2 separate regions of the Bicyclus anynana genome follow, and region 1 is linked to region 2. The links are chromatin contacts, called in public Hi-C maps. All regions are on one chromosome and are shown on one strand. The core of a region is the stretch at or near the end of the contact, and the rest is flanking DNA. Distances in the headings are between cores, read along the strand shown.

What was found. A called contact is a pair of places that touch in the nucleus more often than the background predicts.
Region 1: a contact with region 2 is called in a Hi-C map of whole body, with 3 times the contacts expected there. The contact joins two enhancer-like sites. A contact is called at or near these places in 2 of 2 Hi-C or Micro-C datasets (whole body and whole larva).

The regions. Positions count from the first base shown.
Region 1 is chr19:14,516,474-14,522,786 of ilBicAnyn1.1, forward strand. All of the region lies in intron 1 of LOC112044074 (bone morphogenetic protein receptor type-1B), which reads left to right. Among protein-coding and RNA genes, the nearest start is that of LOC112044076, 23 kb to the right of the region's middle. Within about 2 kb of position 4,423, at least 1 of the 8 cell types and tissues checked has open chromatin away from gene starts, as enhancers often do.
Region 2 is chr19:14,385,844-14,392,202 of ilBicAnyn1.1, forward strand. All of the region lies in intron 1 of LOC112044074 (bone morphogenetic protein receptor type-1B), which reads left to right. Among protein-coding and RNA genes, the nearest start is that of LOC112044074, 6.2 kb to the left of the region's middle. Within about 2 kb of position 3,433, at least 8 of the 8 cell types and tissues checked have open chromatin away from gene starts, as enhancers often do.

The sequences.
Region 1 (6,313 bases), core at 3,173-5,672, 130 kb after region 2:
AGGAGTAGGGTAGAGGTAGGGTAGGGGTAAGGTAGGGGTAGGGTACGGGTAGGGTAGGGGTAGGGTAGGGGTATGGTAGGGTAGGGTAGGGGTAGGGTAGGGGTAGGGTAGGGGTAGGGTAGAGGTAGGGTAGGGGTAGGGTAGGGGTAGGGTAGGGGTAGGGTAGCGGTAGTTGAAAGTTTACATCGAGTTTCACGCGGACGAAGTCGCGGGCATCCGCTAGTAAAATATAAGATATCAAGGTGTGGGCTCTGTTTGGGAAATTTTGAATAAGATGCAAAACAAAGCAAATTCAAAAAATAATAATAATATTGTTTCTTTATTATCATAATTAGCTCGTAGGCCTTTTCTAGGGAAACACGACGCCCCAGAGCCTCCTCCATCCATCTAGTAACAGCAAGCCGTTTGATGTCGACGATGTACCACTCGACCAGAGCGCAACGCTGCGTTATGTAAAGAATACCAATTTAACTTTTTCTCCAACCTTACCGCGTTTGGAAGCGTCTTACCTTCGATTGTATTTTGTATCTGTTATCTTCCAATAATGTATAAATAAATTAGATTTAATTTAATTGCTCTTCTATTACTATCGAATATCATGGGTAGTGCACAATTGCTGCAAGTCGTGACTGTTGCAAATGGCATTTCATTTGGATCATGCTCGTGGGGTCACAGTCAGTCGCGCGGACTTCGCTCGGCGCGGCCATCCAGCGACCTCTCGGATTATCTCGGCCGATCGATAAGATGCGGATCGGAGGTGCGGTGCCGGGGGGGACAAGAGCAAGGGCTGTCAAAACAAAGTCGAAAATTGGTCAAAAACTTGACGCTTATGATTTCTGAATTTTGCTCATTATTAATCAAAGATTTCTCCTTTCTGTATGAAGCTTTCCCTTGAAGCTTCTTAAGATGTTGGTTGAAGATTTTTGATGTAAGACTATTGACTGACACGACTATCCGAATAACAACTGTTGACGCAACTATCCGAACAATAACTGTTGACGAAACATTCTACATGGCGGTAAGCTCGTGGATATGGTCCAAGTAATTTGATAATTTTTCCATTTCGGATTTCACCAGATTATCGTCATTTAGAACTGTATATGTTTGGCGTACCTACTGACCGATCAACCAGCAAGTATTTCGACTTCAATTATTATTACTTACTACTATTACTTATGAGTCGTTATAGCCCAGTAGATATGATCTTTGCCTTTGATTCGAAGGGAGTACGTTCCGGAGTATGCGCCTCCAATTTTTCAATTGTGAGTATTTTAAGAAATTAAATATATCATGTCTCAAATGGTGAATGAAAAACATCGTGGGGAAACTTGCATAATACCTAAGAATGTTCTTAATTGTGTGTTGTGTTTGTTTTGTAATGTTCATAATCTACGTATGTGAAGTTTGCCAATCCGCATATTGGGCCAGCGTAGTGGATTATTAGCCAAACCCCTTTCATTCTGAGAGGAGATTCGTGAGCCTATTATGCTTCGTTAATGATGATCATTACTACTTCTAGCAGGTAGTTGAAGGTCGCCAACCCTAGCACAGGGTCGAAGATCATAATATATTCGGCGGCAGAGTGGCGCGTTCCAACTATGCCCCGAGCGGGTCCCGCGTCGCCCCAAACTGGATCCCGACCATTTTTTGTGCGCCAGGATTACGTCGCGTAGCGTAGCGGGCTAAACGCAGGTTACGTAATACATTTACACACCCTCAATCACGCTAAGCCACGACAGCGCCCCCCGGCGGTTGTTTACGTGCTTTTTTATGGCCGGGTTTTATGGAATATTAAAATTAAACCTGACAAGTTTTCTTAAAAACATTCGTACCTATGAACAATCCGACAAGTCTTCGTATCTTTACTAATATAACAAAAAGGAGTAGTTTGTTTAATCGCGTTAATCTCCGGAACTGCCAGTTAGATTATTAAAGTTCTCTTTGCGTTTGATAGATTTATGAGTTCCAACTGAAATTTTGGAATTTCCTTCACTTAGGAGTCAAATTAGATACGTTAATTACTTTTCAAATTATTCGGCGGGTGAAACAGCGCTCTACTGTACTATTTAATTTTGCTTGCCTATTATTACTAGATAATAAGCAAGCAAAATTAAATAGTAGGGTTCGCAAGGTAGACCTTGAAGAAGTCTGCCTGTGATATCTTCTATCTATCTTTGTATTAATACTACAAATACGATGACAGCTTGATTGATATCTGTTTGTTTGTGTGTCTGTGTACTCTGCGCTATATTAAAAACGTGATGTTCCAGTTATTGTACAGTAAGTGATGCAACTAATTCGATCGACACGCAGCGCTACTTCATATATCTGTCCCAAGGCGTGCGCTGCAATACATCATCACAATCGCGATGGACGCCGTGACCGGGTACGAGGTATCCGTATCTGAGTTACTAATCGATTTATCGGTAGCTCGCGGCGTCTCATTCGTTCACGTTCAGTTAATCGGTCATCCAGTAAATGTGGCCTTAGATACAATGGATTTGTATCTTGGGAGGAACAGATCAACAACAGTTCTGGACCCGTTGGTCCAGTAGTTCTCATGTGGGACATTTCACGAGGCCTTGAATTTGAGTGTAGAGGTTTGTCGGGCTATGAAATATTTGGCTTTGCTTTCATACAACTTTTTACAAATTCCATGTATGATGTCGCGTAGCGTAGAAGCGCTTTTGTCAGGGTCTAGAGATTGTAGTCCAGAGTATTATTTATTCTAAACTTTAAACTTTTTTTAACCCCTATTTCACCACTTTGGGGGGGTTGAATGTTAAAAATTCTTGAATCACATTATATTTCGTATTTTTTTTATGATTCATGAACAAATCTGTAAATCTAAAAATGAAGGACTCTCCATACAAACTTTCAACCCCTATTTCACCCCTTCTATTTTTATTATAGGGTCAAAAAGTACCCTATGTTTTGCTCCAAGGTCCCATTTACCATTATACCAAAATTCATTTTTTTTTTTTTTTTTTTTTTTTTTATTGGTTTGCTAAACTGGCACAAATACTTAATCTAACATATATTAAAAAATAGCTACTTCTCATCCTCACGTAATTGTGCCTACTTGAAGCAAACACAACATGCTTACATAGGGTACAACGCAAATTATTTACTTACTGTAATCAAAAAGAAAAAAGACAAAGAAAAAAAAAAACAAAGACAAACAACAAAAAATAAATGCGAAGAAGAAATCCATTTAAGGAAACCTAGTCTTAATACTGCTAATTGAGTCACTGAAGATATCTATACGGTCTCGGACACTGTTTGCAAAAGATTGCATGCGGTATACTGGACTATGCTGACCAAGATTGGTCTTAGTACATTTTGATCATTTCAGCCGTTTAGCCGTGAAAAGGTAACAGACAGACAGACTTACATTCGCATTTATAATATTAGTATTTAAGTACTATTAAATACTATTTTACAAAAGTGTACGATTTCGTTGGTGTCCCAGCGCAAGTCTCGTGTAATCTTGTCCGCTGATTACAGTGACGACAGTGTCACCAGCCCTTCCCACGGGAAAGTGACTTGTTTGTTGATTTGATCCCGCGCTGTTGGCTCGCTCTACTTGACCCAACGTTCGCTCTTAATGTTTTTGTTCAATTCAATTATCGTGACTTTTCCATATTATGTCCACATTTTAATGATCTACAGGCATTATCACTTATATAAACGAGTACGCTGTATGAGGCTGCAAGACGAGTTAGTGGGCTTAAAAGTACTTATAAAGTTTGACGATCGTTATCTTAAAGTAAGTAGAAGTAACTTTTGTTTCTGCCTTCAAGCCCCATCAGGCGATGCTTCTGCGCTCGCCAACACCGCCGGAGACGCCGCAACCCTTTCTTAAAATTTGTTCATGATGACGACGACGAATGATCACAACTGGGGCCGAAAATTTAACCACCACGGCTATACTCTAACGATGGTTTGTATAATTCGCAAGTGCGAATTTCGAATTCACCGCTGTCTTTCTCATTCTACAGTATCGTTTTAAACAGAGAGAGATAGAGTAAATTCGAGAGTAAATTCGAAACTGGCAATTGCGAGTTATAAAAATATCGTTACAGAATTGCCTAGCTGTTCTCCGAGGTATAGGTAGAGGGTTGTAATACTAGTTAGTAAGTTCCTAACTCCGGGCTTGCTACTCAGTAGGAAGGAAGAATCCCCCAATATTTTGATAGGAAGCATACGAAGCTAAGAATCACCACATTGCACAAACGTGGGTTGGTGGGCGATCCTCTCCAGTAAATGGTACTCTAGTTTGTTATCAAACAGACGTTGATAAGTCAAACAGTCTCTCAGACGGACGCTTTAAAGTTGTAACTGATCAAAGTGTAAGCGATTGCGTGTGTAGTAATCAGTTGGCCGCGAGCGGGAGATACGGCGAATTTCGCGAGCAATCCTTGAGATGCATTAATGCCAATCATTTGGTATTATTTCACTTTGTCACTTACACAGGAGCGACATGTCGCAAGACTTAATATTGCGATGTGTGTCGCCTGACTTTCGGTAATCTAAATTAATAGGTTAAAAGATACTGTAGGATCTTCAGGATGTACTTGCGAAAGTATTGATATTATGTAATAATGTTTTTATAACTTCAAATTGTGCGTCTTGAATTCGTCTCTCTTTCTTTGTCTATCACGATTCAATAGATAGAAAGAGAGAGGTGAATTTAATACTAACTCTCGTCATAGAATTATTGATTCAGGATAATGCTAAAGTGTGCTTAGAAACTTTTAATCTAGTTTCTCATTTACCGTTATATATGTGTGTTTGTAATTAATTCTGCAAACCTGCTACAAAATCAACATAAAAATGAACAAAATTTATTTATTATGAAACACGGCTAAAACACACGTCGGAAAATTACACGCATAATAGTTTAAATTCTAAAAATAACAAATTGTTCGTACCCTTCGAAAGCAAATATTCAAAAGATTTACCTTTGAGTACTTGTTTTTGATACTTGAATAGTTTGTACTTAAGTTTTGTCCGCATAGATGAAAAATAGACGAGTGAGCAAAACTATGAAAACATCCCTTTTATCATAGGGGGTCAATTTTTTTAAGAAAATCAAGCGGGTTAAAGAGATCCGTTGAATACTGACGGCTCAACACCTTTGTGCTTGGAAATTCATACAAGAGACCTATGAAAGCCTATCTCCAGAATGGAACGTCGATCGACTATGTCTATACAGGGTGATTCGGTCTTTAGTGCGGATATTTTTTTTCGTGGTTCTGTATCATTAATAGAATATAAATCTACAAACAGTTCGATACATTTAATGTATTTTTTTTTTAATTTATGTCTCTAAAATAACAAAATAATGTACATATTATTACTAAACAAGATATATTCAGCTTAAAAGTGATCTGGTGACGTCCTTTAGGTATCAAACGAAAATAAAATAAACGCACAATAGGGTGACCCTAAAATTCTGTTCAAAAGTAAATAACTTTAGCTAACGATAATTTTGTTATTTTTGAGTTAAAAAAAAAAAGAAAAAATACGTGATCATTAAATTTTGTTTATGAACAAAATATAAAAATATCCGCACTAAAAAAATTTTCTTCCTGTATAGCATAGCGTGACCTGACGTAAACAAAACAAAAAGTCGCGAATGTGCTCGATGAGATCGAACCGACCGTTATTCATTGCGGCAATTGGTCGGGCGGCGGCCAGAAACGTGACGTCACACATTCATGCACAGCGTAGCGATGCACAGGGTAAGCTTCATGCGTTTTACTGCGCGATGTAAGGGCGGGTTGTGTTTATCGGTCTATACCAGCAGATGGCTGCGACTTCGCCCGAGTAAGCCCTCATTCGCACGAGAGTTTTTTAACGGACGTTAAAAAGCGTTCCAAAATTGAAAATGCAACACTGCGCAACATGTTTTAAAAACACTGCCGTGTGGACATATCGGCACACGGAATCGTGAACATTGACGGCCTCCGTGGCGCAGTGGAATGCGCGGTGGATTTACAAAACGAAGGTGCTGGGTTCGATCCCCAGCTGGGTCGATTGAGATTTTCTTAATTGGTCTAGGTCTGGCTGGTGGGAGGCTTCGGCCGTGGCTAGTTACCACCCTACCGGCAAAGACGTACCGCCAAGCGATTTAGCTTTCCAGGAACGATGTCGTGTAGAAACCGAAAGGATTTTCATCGTCTTCCTAACAAGTTAGTCTGCTTCTATCTTAGACTGCAGCATCACTTACCACCAGGTGTGATTGTAGTCAAGGGCTAACTTGTAAAGAATAATAAAAAAAAATATATACCTACTTGGGAATGCATTT
Region 2 (6,359 bases), core at 2,183-4,682:
TAGCAAACGTCCGCGACTTCGTCCTCCTTAATCCGGCCCTATCGCACCTATCGCAAAATCCGTTAGCGGATACTACTATAGCGGGTATAGCTACTAAAAGTAGACTACCTCCTTGCCAAATTTAATGTTTGTGTCTCAAGTGATTTTTGAGATTTCGTGATGAATGACCTTTCGCATTTATATACTAATATAAGAAAATCAGTGGATAGTGTTGGATTTTGTGTTTATATCTATACCTATACTAATCTATACTCTATACTTAATAAAGCTGAAGAGTTTGTTTGGTTGATTGAACGCACTAATCTCAGGAACTACTGGTCCGATTTGAAAAATTCTTTCAGTGTTAGATAGCCCATTTATCGAGGAAGGCTATTATCCCCGTATTCCCACGGGAACGAGAACCACTCGAGTGAAACAGCGCGGCGTCAGCTAGTGTATAATATATTTAATTGTTAATATCGCAACATAGGAGTTTTTTTATTTTAATTTTCAAAAATATAAATTCTTTTTATTAAGTTATCCTAGTTTTTTAATATTTTTGGTCACCATACACGAAGGCGCGCGAGGAGTCGATTCGGGGAATTGTTCGACATTGAGATGGGTCATTTTGTAATAACAATAGCGGGCACAAGTTAGGGTTGGCACACGCTTTTCTCAAATATTTATTTATTTTATCATAAGTTGGCTGGTGGGAGGCTTCGTGGCTAGTTACCACCCTACCGGCAAAGACGTACCGCCAAGCGATATAGCGTTCCGGTACGATGCCGTGTAGAAACTGAAAGGGTGTGGATTTTCATGCTCCTCCTAACAATTTAGCCCGCTTCCATCTTAGACTGCATCATCACTTACCATCAGGTGAGATTGTAGTCAAGGGCCTACAATCACAAGGGACTGTATTAACGTAGGAGTGAAATATTATAAAATGTTTGTCAAATAAAAGTGAAGTGATAGACATAATTATGGTAATTAATTATTTTGATGTTAAATGTACTTTGAAACATGATAGCAGAATACATTTTACAAAAGTAAATAAGCCTTAAGAATCCCAGAGATGTAGCTTTGCCTTAACGTCGGATACAAATCTCTTCACAAATCCTTTAAAAAAACAAAATATATGTGATGTATAGAATTTAAACTATCTTGACTTGAGTGAGCTTTGAAATAGTTTCGTACATCCTGATACGGGTCTTTTAGACGTTTTTTTTTTAGGAAAAGAAAAATGCAACTCGAAAGTTTATGATTACGCATAAAAGTCAACACAGGTCAACATATATATGAGGGAACACAACAGTGTTATCATTCATCCTATTCCTGTATATCTATACTAATTTTTAATTATAAAGCTGAAGGGTTTGTTTGTTTTTTTGATTGAACGCGCTAATCTCAGAAACTACTGGACCGATTTGAAAAATTCTTTCAGTGTTAGATAGCCCATTAATCGAGGAAGGCTATAGGCTTTAAATTATCCCCGTAGTCCTATGGGAACGGAAACCATGCGGGTGAAACCGCGCGGCGTCAGCTAGTCCTACATAAAAGTTTTGCCTACCCCAAGTAATGTTAATTTTTTTTACTAGTGCATACCCTGATCGACAACCTCATGCACGCCAGTGCACGAGACACATTGTAATTAGGGCGTACACGCGTAATACACTGCCATGTCTCACAATCACGTCACAAAACGTTTCCATTAAGCTAACGTTACCAATTGAGATTACACCGACTCGGATTCCAACAAAACGGTTATAATTTACTGGAATATTATACGTAATGAATCATGCGCGCCATCAAAATAGACTCGTGAATAAATAACCACGAGTTGCCGTTTCGTGACTACTGGTTGTACTGTACTCGTCCTAAAAACAATATTGATACAGTTGTTAAAATTATGTTTTATACACTTCGATTTCGATGTCTATAGTCTGGCACGTTCCATGATGACACTCCCATGATATGCGGGCGATAGGAGGAAAGACTGCGCGGGTGTGAAATCGTGCGTGCGGGGAAGTGAGGTGCATCAGTCCTTTTCATTTATCGCCACACGCCTCACGGCCCGCGCAAAGCAGCGAGTGTTACGAACGAAGTTGCTAAGCTAAATATAGTTTCGCCTAAATATTCTGAACCATGACATTTTTTATCATACTTTCTTTCTTTCTTATTCGAATCACTCTTATCTATTGCTGAAAACTCCATCAACAGCCATTGTTTAGAGTTAAGAGTTCTTAGCGTACAAACGCAGAAACATCATTGTTTTTCACCTGGATTTGCGTTTTACACATATTAGGTTTGTTGTTCCATAAAAAACCATGAATAGCTTAAATCGCAGTCGCATGGAGATTGAATTATTTGTTGAGGTTTTAGGACCTTGGTGTTGAATTGACGAACCCGCAAAATGCGGTCTTGATCAACCCCTTACTATGAATGACATCATTAAATGTATAGCATGGATCCCCTAGTTGCAGACCCGTTTTATTTGGAAGTCTCTAAGCCAGCAGCCAGCAGTAGACGTACCTCGACTGAAGTGACGATGATTTTTAATACCGTTTCCTCATCATTCATATTCGACTCACTGCTGAGCTCATGTCTCCTCTCAGAATGAAAGAAATTAGGGTAATAGTCCACCACGCTCACCCAATGCGGATTGGCAGACTTCACACACCCAGAGAATTAAGAAAATTCTCTGTTGGGCAGGTTTCCTCACTATGTTATTTCTTCACCGTTCGAGACACGTGATATATAATTTCTTAAAATGCACACAACTGAGGGCCTAGGCAGTTTGATACTGTGACGATCACGTCAACGTAAACGCGAATTTCTAAGGAATTGAAACAGCGCCATCTAGAGGCACTACTGCAACTGTTTCATTTCAATTCGCGTTTACGTTAACGCGATAGTAACTGTATGAAAATATTGAAAGCTCCCACTAGGCACACTGAAAATACCGTTTCGTCATCAACCCATATTCGGCTCACTGCTGAGCTCGAGTCTCCACTCAGAATGAGAGGGGTTAGGCCAATAGTCCATCACGCTGGCCCAATGCGGATTGGCAGAGTTCACACACGCAGAGAATTAAGATAATTCTCTGGTATGCAGGTTTCCTCACGATGTTTTCCTTCACCGATTGAGACACGTGATATTTAATTTCTTAAAATGCACACAACTGAAAAGTTGGAGGTGCATGCCCCGAACCGGATTCGAACCCACACCCTCCGGAATCAACGATTACCAAATTCAGTGCAAAACCTTGACAATATACCGGAGATGGTTGTTTTTTTTAAAACAGCGTTTCTAACTTCATCCCGTGGTCGGCAACCCTGGATCGGTTTTGGTTTTGGTTTTGTTTCCATCTGTCACGCGGAGCGGCCGACACCTCGCGACAATGCGCAGACGCGGACGCCCTTCGGCTCAGACTCGATCCTGCTATTGTTCGCTCTCTGTATATTTATGTGCCACATATAAACGGGAACTCGTACATGTACATATAGGTATTCATCATCATTAGGTACTGGCCTATTTTAACGGCACACTTTATAGGCAGGAGATGGGATACGGAGCTGAGACACATTAGGTTGCTGCAACGCGGGTTAGGATATATAGATAGATATATTCTTTGTTGATAAAAAATATAAAACAATATTCATCAGACAACAAAATAGACTTGTAATGACCACAATGAGTTATGTTAATGGTATGCGCCGGACTAGCGGCTAACTTAACTTACTTGCTCTCTGAGTCTCATCACTCCGATGTACATGTGACCAATGGCCTGAACTTCACAGATAGGGTTGGAGGGTGTCCTCAGAGTATACTGCATACTCTGAGGACACCCTCCTAAGCCTGTATTGTAGAAGGAATTCTGGATTTTGGACAATTTGTACGTATTGTTCATATCGTAGTACCTTGTGCAAGCCACCAAAAGCTTTCTACTATCGAAGCTGAGAGTTATATTGTCTACTGAGAATTTCGGGATTCGAATCCAGGACCTCGTTATCGGAAGGTGCAACAAGGCAGAAAAGAGTTTTTTTACCTTTCAATATAATTTACTTATTATAAGAATATAAGTCGTGTTTCAATACTGACGAATAACACTTCGTAGTTGTAAAAAATGTTGGGCGCGGGCGGGGATCGAATCCGTGACCTCTCGGTTGGAGTCCATTAACCATGGATCTATTGAGGCTTACAATTAGCAACCATATGCCACATTCGTATGGTTCCCAGTATAACCAGCTAGCAGCTACACGCTATAGAACTGATTTTATATTGTGTATCTATAGAGCGTAGGATGTCGATACATTATCCAGTCATCTCGTCCTACGCTCTGGAAGGCAACTAATGAGCCGTTTTGTAAGTCTTTCCTATTATATCGTTTTCACCATCGTCAGATGTAATCTTAGACTTGTAAAGGGCATTCGATAGGTCATCGTACTATATCTCTATTGATGGATTGGTTTAGTCACCGTTTCGTCGGTCCAGTTAATCTATGGATCGTGGATTCCTTGCTTCGGGTCTTGGATCAGGCTAAGAAATATTGGATTAATATTGGATTTAAGGGCACGTTAAGCTATCTGTAGTGGTGTTAACAGTGTCAAATATTAAATCCGCCAGCCTATAGTAGAATAGCGCGGTGTATCTAAGCACTGACAGCCAGGAAAATAATGAGATTGCAAATCTATCTAAAAGAATTTCGTTACCCCAAAAAAAGAGGATTACCTAAAATGTTTTTGTTTCATCTAAGTCTTTAAATCTGTACAGATCTAGGCACTAATATACTTACTTACTACAACTTACTATAACTTAAGACATCATATGTTTTCTATTAATCAGTCATTGGCTTTACCTTCACTTTACACAAATTGAATTATAAACTCTTCAATCATCTTGTATTTCTTTTTTAATATTATATTATCTTAAGATAAAACCAGCAAATAAAATTTTCCATAAGTAAACAAAAATCCTTAGCATATTATACGAATAAAAGAGCAGCTGTTAATATCTGGCCGGCTAAAAAAATTCCTCTATATATACTCAAACTTGACATTTAAAAAATGCTCGTAAACTAAGGCTACTTGAAATAAACGAATTTGAATTTGATCGTATCGTGATGAAAATATTCTCTTATACAGAATGTCCGCGAGGCAATCCCGTTCGCAATTAGGATCGGGTAATATAACCATTATCAATGGTCATTTCATTTTGCCGAGACGAATCGAAAACTGTCCGTAATGTGGCTCTTGTATGTGATCACATTTCTTCAGTTGAGTTTCTTACGTACGTAACTTGCCCTTTTTCGATTTTAGTATCGGTTCGTCCTTTGGGAAACTGAGGTGAGTATGGCGGTTAGTTTTTTAATTGCGATTTCGCGTTGCAATTCCAACCCTGATTCTTGGAGTTGCACAATTAGAGTCTCGATTTAAAAAGTTTTGTGTTTGTCTCTGACTATCTTTATGCTTATGGTTGACGGAACAATTACTTGATCCTGTCGTTGTTGAATGCAAAACAATCTCTCGTACGGAAATATTGTGTAAAAAAAAGAACCTTGTGTTTAAATTTTTCCTTTCGCCTTTCGATCACTGCTTCATGTTTAAGCTTCGTTGTGCCTATAGTTATATCGGCTACCATACCTTTTTAGATTTTGATCTGAAGGGCATGGGTACTACGACGGTGCTTTATAAATTCCTTTCTTTGCAGATATAATAATGTTATTCAAAAACTTGAATCACATAATGTGTGTGACAGATGGAATTTGAAGTGGCGGGAAGTCCCGGGAAAAAACTACGCTTACAACAAAGTCTACTGCCTGGGTTGGTCTTAAAATACAGTATAAACGATTTAACTAAGAAAGGATTGACGGAGATCTTAATGATAACTATGTCATTGAGATTGGTTGTTACCGATTAGAGGCTCCTTTGTTAGACTTAAGTGCTCCAGCATCTATTGTGATCTCGCTTTGATCATATCCTTTTTAGGATGCCAACGAGACCCTCTTATGGCAGGCGTCCACAGATCCGCATCATCAATTTTAGTATTCTTGTATAGAAAGTCTATACAAGTGCGTTCACTGATCGAATCGCATCGAACGGATTTTATCTAACGTAAAATTAAAAATCCGTTTGATGCGATGCGTCTGACTCCGATACATACGATGCGGATCAGTGGACGCCTGCCATTAGTCTCCGTTGTCCGTCTGTTTGTCGCTATAAATAACAACAAGTAATGTTATGTAAATAAATTTTATGAAGGCCCCATCAAGGCCTTACTTTTGGCGTGAGCAAAAAGCTCGAGCGTATGGTAACTTAAGATTAGTTTATTTCTATATAATGACGATTCGTCTACTTTCTTTAATTTTTGGGAATCATATGTGT